Linked DNA regions of Mus musculus: region 2 is linked to region 1. Evidence: chromatin contacts called from public Micro-C data. All regions are on one chromosome and are shown on one strand. The core of a region is the stretch at or near the end of the contact, and the rest is flanking DNA. Distances in the headings are between cores, read along the strand shown.

Region 1 (5,658 bases), core at 2,378-4,877:
TCAGCCAACTAAGTATGAGTAGAGGTTGTTAGGCTTTGCTCTGAAGTGAAGGCATTTAGATGACAGTCATTCATTCTCCAAGCCACTGCCTTCTGCTGTGGCAGCTAGTGATTGGAGAAGAAAATTCCAGTGGGGACGTGCTGCAATTGGGAAGTGGCCTAATAATCCATCAAGAGAGAAGAGTAGTGGAGAAGCCCCATCTCCACCTTCTTTGAGTAAAATGTATAAACTTCTGTTGCAGGGAGCTGTTGGTGTTGTGCCATTGTAGCAAGAATATCCAACCACTTGGATACAGTCAACTGTTACAGCAACACCAAGAAATCAGAAGCAGGAGAAGGATGGAGCAATTACCATCCAAAAGGTGAGGAAGAAAGTGGAACCTAGAGCCGCTTCCTGTGCAGTGATCCTCGGCTGTGGTAGAAGAGTCACATGCCATTCGAAATATCCAGGTGAGTCATGAAAACAATTTCGTACGAAAGTCTAAGAACCATAAATTGCACCACATTTTACCATCTTGCAAAATCTTCTCTACTTTACCTGTCAAGGCAGAGATGGATGCGGTGGTAGGAGGTCGCAGTAAATTGAAGCCCTAAGTATTGTCCCAAACAATCATTTCTCACAAATAACCCAACCTCTGTGGAACCTATATACACTCTGGAGGACCAGAAAATATTGCAGCAGCTGTGAAAGCTGCATATAACAATTTCTTCCAACCCTGTATTATTCTACATATAACTGAAATATGAGAGTCATTAATAAAATTGTTGACACTGAGGAGGCCATGAAAGATGCCCTGCCTCTGATGATATTCCAGCTTACAGAGCATGTTTCCCCCTTTCCTCCCCTCTAGACCTGTGCAGAGCAGACAAGATTTATCTTTTATCCACCTGTAACTGGGATTTACAGCGTGAGATGCTGAAGTACGCATCTCACAGCAATAACTGCCAGACCCAGCATTTGACAGAGTACTCTAAAGAAAAGATGTCCTCCTACCTGGCTTACTACACACACACACACACACACACACACACACACACACACACACACACATGCACACCAGTATATGATCATGGTTCTTGATTACTTCTAGTATGTAGGGCTTTAATACAAGAAGTGTGCTTGCTTCAGTACTTTTTTCCAGTGCCACGTCTTGTGAGCCTTACTGAAAGGTAAAGCTACAGATACATGTGTCCACGTTAGAGGGATGACAGGAAGAATGAAAAGAACTAGGTAGTGAATTTAAAGGGAGCAGAGATAAAAGAAAATCGGGAAAGACATACAAATGGGGGCTCTGATGATACTGGAGCATGGCTACAAGTGAGAAACAGGAGAGAGAGAGAGACAGGGGGTGGGGGGAGAACTTTTTTAAGTTCTTCCCAATGATTCCTTCTTTCCCAGACAATTCTTTTTTTTTAATTAATTAATTAATTTGTTTTTTTCACTCCATATTTTATCCCCCGCCGATCCATCTGCAGGAGGTATGAGATGTGGCACAGACAATTCTTGACTGACTGACTCGGGGTTCAGATAATTGAAAGGCACTTTTGAGACACCACCAGCAAAGTAAGAGCTTCCTTATTTAGAGACTACCTACTCTGGGCTAGGGAGGATGCTCGGTTGCTGAAGTGTTTGTTGTGCAAGCATGAGGACCCGAGTTCAATCTCAAGAATCTATATTAAAATGTACTTTTTAATCCAGTCGTGTGGTAAGCTTCACTTGTAATATCCTCCAACACAACAGAGGCAGAGACACTGGATCCCTGGGGACCACTGGGGAGTCACCCTGGCCTAATTGCTTACTCTTAGGCCAATGAAAGACATTGCCACAATAAACCAGGTGTATTACTCCCAAGTAATAAAACTCTAGGTTGATATTTTGGCCACCATACTCACTGACACACTTGCTCCCCTGTGAACCAAAAAGTGTCATCTTACACATGCACAGATAGATATATAAAATAGAAACCAGATGCTTGCTGAGATAGAAAATTCTGCAGCTAAACAATTTATTGAAATTCTGTGAACTGTATTTAAATTGATCCAGCGACAACAAAAATATGTGTGTGTGTGTACAGCTATGCACATTCATTCATCACTTGGTTGAACTTCTTGTTCTCTCTTTAACAGTCACCATCTATGTTCCATGCTCTCTGGTGGTCTAGACCTGAATTGTCCTCTTACTAGCGAGAAAAACACCTTAACTCATTACAATGGCTCATGCAGCTGTTTTTAACTCGATCATAAAAGGCATCAATATTGTATATGCTATTAAAGGGAATACATCTGGGACATTTGCGTTCTGGTTTTAACATTGGGTAAACTGAGTCCTGGGGATATAAAAGTGACTTGGCCAAGGCCAGAGTGACTCAGGGACAGAAGGCTGAGTGATATGGAATTGATAGTGTTAGGCTGAACCCCTGCTCTTCCCCTGTACAAGCTGGGAAACCCAGTCTACTCTCCTTCCCTGATCCCCAACCGCGGAGTGAAAACTCCACCTCTGTCTTGGAGAAAACTCCGGGCTAACATGTCAGCATTTCCTGGAACCCACCCAAGAGTGGCTGCCAGGGGATCAGTTTTTAACCAGGTATGGGCAACAACCCCATCTCCTAACCAACAAGTAATCACTCCTCACCAAAACTCTATAAAGTCACGTTGCTTAAACCTGGGTGTTTGACTTCACTGACCTCCACCTGTGAGACCAGCGAACTCCCCTTAGAGCTGCCTCCTGATAACTATGCCTTTACCTACTTTTAATCTGGTCTAATCTGGCCTATGTGTTGGTCACCATAGGAAACGCCTATCGGATCCAGTTACCATTCCAACGTGTTTTTGGGTTGTGAATTTTTTTTTAATGCAGCATTTTTTTCTTGGGGTAAAAATGTCTTCAAACCTCAGATTCATTAGTTTACTTTTTTTTCCTTCCTCTTATTCTCTGCCTACTACCACTACTTCCTTCTTTAGATATCGTTTGTCATTCCATTATTTTCTTTTCTTCAGTGAAAACGTGTTAGAAATATATTGTATACACTCTTAAAATTGGAAAAAAAAAATCCATCCACAACTCCAGTGCTAGACAATTCTCTTTCTTTTAGCATGTTGTAATTGTTTTTTACCATACATTGATCCATTTTTCTCTTAGTGAAGCCATTATGACTAGGCTAGTTTATATACTGACAGTTTTATTTTCCAGGTGATTATCAGCCTTTTTTGTCCTTGCAAATCTTTGCTTCATACTGATACATGTTAATTTGGGGCTATATCCGAGGGCTACTGAAATCGTTTTAAAAATCTGCTATATTCCAACGGCCCCTGGAACAGTCCATACTTCCAGACAAAAGAGGATGCTGTATAAGGACGTGTTTGCTCCAAGTGGACACTAAAAACACAGACTTGGGTTTCCCACCTGTCAAAACGTCTTTGTGGCTGAGAAGGGAGCTGTGTAACTTGTGTGGGGTCAGTGGGTCATGGATAACTTTGGGTTTCTTGTCCTCCTTAAAGATGGTCCTCTTCATTTGGCTCCGCTGTGCCGCTCTCGGCTCGCCTCGTTGGAGCCGCCAGGGGGCGCTGTGGCCCGGGAGCGTGGCGGCGGCGTATCGCAGACCCTCCCCCTGCGTGCCGGCACCGCCCTTTCCCAGGCTCCTTTGCGGGTAAACAGACATGGCCGGCGAGGGAGATCAGCAGGACGCTGCGCACAACATGGGAAACCACCTGCCGCTTCTGCCTGGTAACCTCCGGGACGGGCGCCTGGCCGTGGGTGGAGACCGAGGACCGGGGCCGATCCCGCAGGGAGGACGGGGACAGCTACTCGGGCGCAGCGGCCGGTGGGAAGCCTCCCGTGTGAGCCTCGCCCTCCGCAGCTCTGCGCTTTCCTCCCGGCCTGTCTCCTGGGCTGTCGGGGATGTTGGGGCCACGGACTTTGGTTTCCCAGAGCAGGGACCCCCATTCCTTTCCATCTTTCTCCCAAGCCGGCCTCCCTGAAAATTTTGTGGGAGTAGGCGAAGTTGAGAACCGGGTGACATTAGCAGCCGTTACTTTTCCTGCTCATCTGCTTTCTCATAAGACTGACAGCTAACATGCAGTAGGCATTTGCACGTCGTGGGCCCCGCAGTGAATGCTTTGCGTGCATTTCTGCTTTTATTATTACACCTGTCATCTGTCCAGAGCCTTGCTTATGGAGGAGAAACTTATCGACGGGTTGTTAAATGTATACCATCCAGTGACGTGGAAGGTCACACAGTTGCAGATAGGGCTGCGCGGTGTACTGATCTGCCACCACAGCTGGTATCTCTTAGCTATCTCTCTGTGGAGGTAGTTATTTAGCGGTTTTTCTCAGGTCTGCAAATAATATGCCTACTTTTAGGGTACTCAGGAGAACGGTATTACCGATTTCTCCTGCTTACTTTATGCCTTTATGGTTTATGACAACTTATGTTGCAGTATTGAATGCTGAAAGTGGATGAACTAGTGGTACGGACTGTTCTTAGAATGCTGTAGAAACACAGACTATTGCCAGAGCCTTTTGGTTGTAGTTAAAAGCCATGCAGTCTGTTAACCTTGTTTGTAGGAAAAACATCAGTCGGCTACTTTTAGGAGGGTCACAGTTAGGATAAGGCTATTGAGAATAATTACAATCACAGGTGCAGTTCATTTAGAGCCATATAAGCAACTGCTGCTGGGTGTACTGGGTTTGTGTTTTTTGCTGGATTGGATACCAGGCACTCCCAAATCCTCTGAGCTATGTCTCCAACTCCTGCTGTGATTTTCATGGGTAGGGATTATTGTGGGATTTGAAAATCTTGTGATGGAGATTCACTTAGGGTTCATTTGTGGACTAGGTTAGTCCTACATTGTTGAAACCGTGCATCCTTAGTCATTTCAGTTAGGAACTTTTTTGTGTGGGGTGTGAAGAAATAATTTCAGGTTTCAGTTTGTTGCCTCAGAAGGTGTGCTTCAGGTGTGAATGTGTTCCTTGGTGGTAGTGTAGACAGAAGAAGAAATGCTGGGTGCAGGGCCAGTGCATAGAAAGCACCTTTTCTGTAAGCCACTGGTTATTGAGCTGTACTCGCGGCAGTTCCTAAAGGTGATCATCTTTCAACAGAAGAGATTTCAGGGACAGCAGCTCCACTGTGAATGGAGCAGACGTTTAGGGAAAGTGGTGGAGTAGGAGAAGGGTGCTCCCCCGCTATTGGCATTCATCAGGTGCTTCTGTGTGAGCCACCGGGAGCTCTGAAAACTCTGTAGTTTCTCAATTTGAAATATTAGAAGGAAGAGGCTCACAGATGTTGTAGATATAGAATAGTGGGTTTCCAAATTATAATAGTTTTATTTCTGGAGACACTTTGGCTTGTCCCCTGAATTCATGTAGTGTAACTTGCTTTGAAAAGTGATCATCCTTAACAGCTAAGGGAATTGCTTAACATTTTAGGTGTGAAGAATCCATATTGGACAAATTAAGTGCTCAAATAAAAACATAACCAAGTTGGAGAAGTTAATTATAGCCTGTTCATAAGCAAATTCTTTTAAAGAATAAACATAGGAAATTTCAGGTGTATTAGCCCTGGAGCTAATAGCAGGTACTTTAAACTTGCTGTAGTAAAGAAGAGAATGGGTCTCTCCAAATGTCAAGTAAAATCTACATTCTCGGAGTTGTAGATGAAAA
Region 2 (6,179 bases), core at 355-2,854, 420 kb before region 1:
CCTGAAATTATGTACACACCTAATCCTATGTGTCCTGCTTTCTCTTCTTTTGTATATAGTTGTGATACAGCTTAATTTATAAGTTAGACATAGCACTTGATTAAAAACAGTAATAGAATTATAATGACAATATTCTGTAATTGATGTTATGTGAATATTTTTTATCCCTCTCCCTTTCTCTACTTTTTTTTTCATGGCTGTATGTGTGTTTATTGTACTATAATCACTCCATTTTTGCCCCAATGTCATGATGTATGATGGCTTCACTTGTGCATTCCTGACTTGCTGCATCTTCACTCTTGGGACAATTTTAGGGTAAAATCAGGGCTACTTGGGCACAAGTACTATGATCCTGTGACAGTAGACAGAGCCAAGATGGCTGGCTAATAGGCCACTAATGGATGAGTAGTGTATGCATCAGGGATACCCTGAGGCAATGGATGGCTCACATCCTTCACACCTGGGCTAGGAGCTTTGCAAGATTGTACTATGCTACACAGAATGGCATATAAGTCGTGTCATACATTTCTTGAATTTTTTTTCTATATAAATTTTCAGACTTCAGATGACTGAGAATAACTGAAAACTCAGAAAATGAAATTATGTGGATGAGGCAGGATTACTCAGTATTATGAGCTGACTGGGGTCCCTGATCTCTATATGCTGAAGTTGTAAACACTACTACCCACAGAGTGTAGATGTTTTAACAAATAGGTGCATTACAGGTAGTATTTCCTGGTAAGGATATCTGGGCTCACCCTTGACCAGTGTGTGTTTGGATCACTGTCAGATACTACTACACTTATCAGGTTATACTGAATGGAGCTTAGGGTTCAGCTCTCGGGGTAACTCGATGTTGATTTTCAAATGAAGTATTAGAAGTGGAATTAGTTCAGCTTGAGCCAGATGCAGCTTCTAATCCTGGAAGCCAACATCCAAAGAGTCAAAAGATTCTCAATGCTAGTTCTCAGAAGCACATGGAAAACTTGCTAGGACCTTCGGAGGCAGGGGTGAGCTCACAGCAGGAGACTCCTAGTTCTCAGTAATGGCAGTAGACTCTTCAGAAGAAGTGGAGTTTCTCTCCTTGGAGGAATGACACACAAAACACGTGAACCTCGGGTGGTGTGTTGGAGCTGAGGTAATGCTTATGGAGCATGTATTACAATGGCTGTCCTGGAGGACAGGAGATACCAGCTTTCATTATTTAAGAGTGGTAGCTGTTGTAAAACCTTCTTACTAGGATAATGATATGTTGTGAGCCGGCCAGGGTCTCAGATGTCCTGGTTCAAGCCTGGGAGGCCACCTGGAGCTGAAAGAAAAGAGGGGACCTAGGTGGGTCAAGAAATAATGGAACCAAGACATGCTAGTCTGCTCAAGGTTCAAATGTTTAATGGCGGACATGCTTTATAAAGGAGGGGGGGAGGCCCATTCCGGCCAATTCATCCTTGGAGCCTTGAACCAGCTGCAGGTGTAGTTAAGCCTCTCAGCAGGTAGCAGTATCTTGAATAGGAACAGCAACACTGGCTGAACAATAGAGTAATCTAGGGAGGAGGGCTCCACCCTAGGTAATCACCTTAGTGGCAGCAAAGTCAAGGTCTGGCTCAGCCTGCTTCTGGCTTGTTGGAGGTTACAATGTGGGATGTTCTGCATAGTATTCAGTTGCTACAGCCAACAGGGTGCTTATATTTTAGGCAGGATTATTTTCATTGCTTGGGAGTGATAGTATGAGACAGCCATTTCCTCCTTTAACTTCTGAATATCATCACACTGATTCTAGAAGGTGAATGAGAAATGGGGGGAGGGGGGAAAGTTGGTAATCTTTTTTAAGAAAAAGCCTGTGACAGATATAAATTGCTGAGTCAGAGCTCCCAAAGGCACCAAGGAGCATCTAAGACCACCACAGAAACCATATGGGGTGAAGTGAGACACTTGATTTATCAAGAAGAAGGGCGTGGGAAGCTCTGGAGAAGAAAAGCAAAACAGAGCATGGAAAATGGATCCATACAGTGCTAGTTGCAGTTAGAGGTCAATGCCACACTTAAGACAGATAATAAATAAATAAAAATGGAAATAGGTAAATATATTCTAGACCTGGCAGAATTTAATCTCCACATGGAACCTAACATTAAAAAAAAAAAAACAAGATTAGATAAATTTCTGCCTACCAATAAAATTGAGATATTAGTTAACATTTACTGAACAAGAGAGAAAAGTCATTCTTGACAAATGTTGAAAACAGGTGATTTTTTTTATGAGATGTGAACTATTTTGAAATTAAACTATTATAAATAAAATAGAAGTAAGGATGTAGCTTAGTGGTAGATGCCTGGTATCCACAGGGTCCTAGATTCTGTTCCCAGTATATTTATATATATGTCACTATAATCACTCCAACCTTGTCCTGATGTATGGATGTAAGATGACTTTTCTTTTGTATACCCAAGGTACATATATATGATATTTTATATCATATTGTATTATATAATATATCATATATTTATTATCATAGATATAATTTTACTACCTCAATACATGAGGGTAGTAAAATAATATTCCTTTTATAGGTGACTCAGATAATATGACTATATGCTTAGAAAAATTATGAATAATAAGATGTTACTAAAACTACAAGTAGTGACTAGACTACAATATACAGTCAGCAGAAATTTTCATAGATAATAACAGTAAGCAAAAGAAACATTTCATACTGGGGGGCGGGTAGAAAAGTGAAAAGAGGACAGATGGAGTGTGTTATAGAGCTGGTAAAACTGGGTGCCATTCTGGGAAAGAAACTGCATCTGCCATTTATACTCAATACCAAGAAAACTCCTGAACCCTTTAAGGTTTAATTATAAAATAAAATTATTTAATTTCTGGAAGAAAACAGAAGACCTACATTATAGCCTCAGCATAGAGTAGACAAAGCCTACTGAACCTCCAAAGGAAAACATTGAAAATTCAACTGCAGACATAAAGTCAAAGACTTTGTATTGACTATTAAAAATCAGCACAGGATAAAGAGATGCTCCAGTGGATCAGGGAACTACCTGCTCTCCTTGAGGACCCTATGTCAGTCCCCAGCACCTATACAAGGTGGAGCATAACTACCTGTAACTACAGTTCCAGGAAGACCAGACACCTCTCACCTCCATGGATCCTGTACTCATATACATATCTCCACACACGTTTACATACATAAAAATAATTTTTAAATCTCTAAAAATAGAGTCATTACATAGTTAAAATAGAAATGACTAAATATGAAAAGATCTGTTATTCAATTTTGTATGCAGACTATGAAAGGGACTGGGAAGTAGCTCAGTGGGTTAGAGAGATACCTTTGCAAGCATGAGGACTTGTCAGGGGATTCACAGCACCCATGTAAGGAACTAAAGAAAGAACAAGGCAAAACTGATTGTGCCTCTAGCCCCACTGTTGTGTGTAAGAGAAAGATAGAGGGGGCTCTCTTGTATGATGGCCAGCCAAGACAATGTGCAGGTTCAGTGAGAGACCCTGTTTCCAAACAGGAAGGCAGAGAACAATAGAAGACTCATGTCATCCTCCTCTGACTACCCTTTTGTCATGCACTAGTGTATGTTCACTCACCTATGTACACGTGAACACAGACATGTATACACAAATGGCTATTATATGTTTGTCCAATGTTTAAGTCCTTTTCAGTGATATATCAAAAGTTAAAACTCACAAATCTTGTTTCTTTGTCCTTTACATTCTTGTTAGCCTGAACGTGTGTCTGTTCATGGCTAAAGACCTCTAGAAATTGATTAAAGCATCACTACTTATTAAAAAGGAGAGAGAGAGAAAGAAAAGCAATGAACCCATATTCACAGCAGAGAATATCTTGAATCAATTAAAGCAAAACAAAACTAAATAACCACAAACTCCATTCATGAGAGGAATAACTTTAAAACCCTACTCTTGTATTATTTTTATTCTCACTTATTAGGGCAAAACAAACTAACTTAATATCTGATGGTGATGTCATAGAGGGCAGGCTCACTCATATCATCTCTGGAAGTCTAATTCAATATAACCCTGACTTCAGAATACGTTGGAATATCTATTATAAATATAAAATCAGGCCCTGCCCCAGAGCCAAGAATTTCCTATTGACAGAGTTTGATTCCCATAGTTTTACAAGTGATAAATATCACGTTCATGAAATTATTTACTAAGGAGCTCTTGTTTGTAAAAGCAAAGGTTAGAATCAACCCAAATGCAGCTCAGAAGATTAGTTAAATATGATGCATTTGTCTCAGGGATTGACAAACCTTAGTTCCCAGACCATACTCAGCTCAACACCAACATTTGGATGGCTTGGTAGTTAAGAATGTGTTTCACAATTTTTAAGTTTCTTTATTTTTGTTTTATATGTTTGGGTGTGTTACTTACATGCATATCTGCACCAAGGGTGCTTCTGATGCCTATGAGGTCAGAAGAAGACATTAGATCTCCTGGAACTAAAGTTACAGATGGTTTGAGTGCCATCATATAGATGCTGAGGACCAAAACTGGGGCCTTGGAAGAGAAGCCAATGCTCTCTAACAAATGATCTATATAGCCCTGTGGATTTCCTGTTTTAAAGGATTTTTCTGTTGTTTTATCAGTGTCTCTCTTCATAGCCCAGGCTTATAACTTTCTTTTTGAGATTTTGGAGTGCTAGAATTTTAGCGTACCCCATTATACTAGGCTTCCAATGCTTTGTTCTCATGCTCTTTTCTCTCTCTCTCTCTCTCTCTCTCTCTCTCTCTCTCTCTCTCTCTCTCTCTCTCTCTCTCTCTCTCTCTCCCTTCCTTTTCTCTTCTTCCCTTTTCTTTTCCTTTCTTTCTCCCTCCCTCTCCCCTTCTCTCTCTCTCTCTCTCTCTCTCTCTCTCTCTCTCTCTCTCTCTCTCTCTCTTTTTCTTTCTTTCTTTTTCTGTCTGTCTGCCTTCCTTTCTTCTTTCTTTTTTCTTTCTTTCTCTCCTATCTCTCTCATTATTGTGTTTGTTGATGCTGTTTTTTTTTCTTGTTTGTTTGACTGATTGCTATAAAAAGGGTAATGTCCTGTGATATCTGCAATTGATATAGAAGTATGTGTTAATTACATTTAGTGCAGGTGTAAGAGCACATGCATGTGAGGGGGCACACATGAAATCAGAGGACAACTTGAATGTGTCAATCCTCTCCTTCCATCATGTAAGCCTTGAAGATGAAACTTGGGTCCTCAGGCTTGGCAGCAAGTACCTTTTCCTGCTAAGCCATCTCCCTGGCCCTAAAAATATGGTTTTAAAAGTTTGTTGGAATGCAGCAGTCGTTGGTTCGTGCATTGCCTGTAGCTTCCAGGCTTGTTGCAGATTTCAGTGGTGCACTTAGAACCCTGCAGTGTTTTGAATATCATTCAGCTAATGCATAGAACTCACAATGGGTACAACAAAACTGTAGGTATCCATTTGTGCAAGCCAGTTAATTATTTTGGTGTGCTATTGATATATTCAATATCAAGTACTTTTGGAAAAAATAAAGGAACATGCTATACATACACAACTAAAATCACACATAGTAATAGTTTAGTGGCATTTGGTCACTTTCAAGAGGCACAGAAATGTAGGTTAAATATTCTGTTAGCCAAAAAACATTGATTTCCAGGCAATCATTTAAGAAACACTAAGCTACTTTCTAGATAAGTAGGAATTTGAGATTTCCCACAGAAGGGTGATATTTGTGGACATTAATAAAAAATGAATGCTCCAATTCTTGCACACCTTCCGATGGCCCTCACATTGGCTGTTTCATGGTAGCTATTCCTACTCTGCCCTCAGCTACACAGGGTCTTCCCTTCATGGATAACTCAGTTATCACCCTGCTAGCTTACCACACATTGTATATAAATTAAATAATTTTCATAAAATCATCACCCACTTATCTCAGGCATATGCTCCCTAGCACAGGTCCAAACAAGTCCATATTACTTAGTAGTAGGATGATTTAACACATTGATTTTCACAACTCTGTAGCAAGCAAATGAAGACCTATTGGATGATATGTGTGGACTCTGTGGTGTTATAATATAATTAACTATCAAGATGAATACTATAAAGCTGAATACTAGCTGGGCAGTGGTGGCACACGCCTTTAATCCCAGCACTTGGGAGGCAGAGGCAGGCAGATTTCTGAGATCG

The links. A called contact is a pair of places that touch in the nucleus more often than the background predicts.
Region 2: a contact with region 1 is called in a Micro-C map of embryonic stem cells, with 6 times the contacts expected there. The contact joins the enhancer-like site here to the promoter of Crbn in region 1. A contact is called at or near these places in 1 of 39 promoter capture datasets (hippocampal neurons), 3 of 484 Hi-C or Micro-C datasets (the AML12 cell line and embryonic stem cells) and 1 of 9 other capture datasets (pancreatic islet).

What each region holds. Positions count from the first base shown.
Region 1 is chr6:106,798,056-106,803,713 of GRCm38.p6, reverse strand. It overlaps Crbn (cereblon), which reads left to right and starts at 3,627. Exons shown (of 11, transcript NM_175357.3): 1 at 3,627-3,723. The coding sequence starts at 3,657.
Region 2 is chr6:107,213,851-107,220,029 of GRCm38.p6, reverse strand. No RefSeq gene overlaps it. Among named protein-coding and RNA genes, the nearest start is that of Gm34933, 22 kb to the right of the region's middle. Within about 2 kb of position 1,604, at least 9 of the 459 cell types and tissues checked have an H3K27ac peak or open chromatin away from gene starts, as enhancers often do. A contact at or near this core is called in embryonic stem cells, where this site is marked.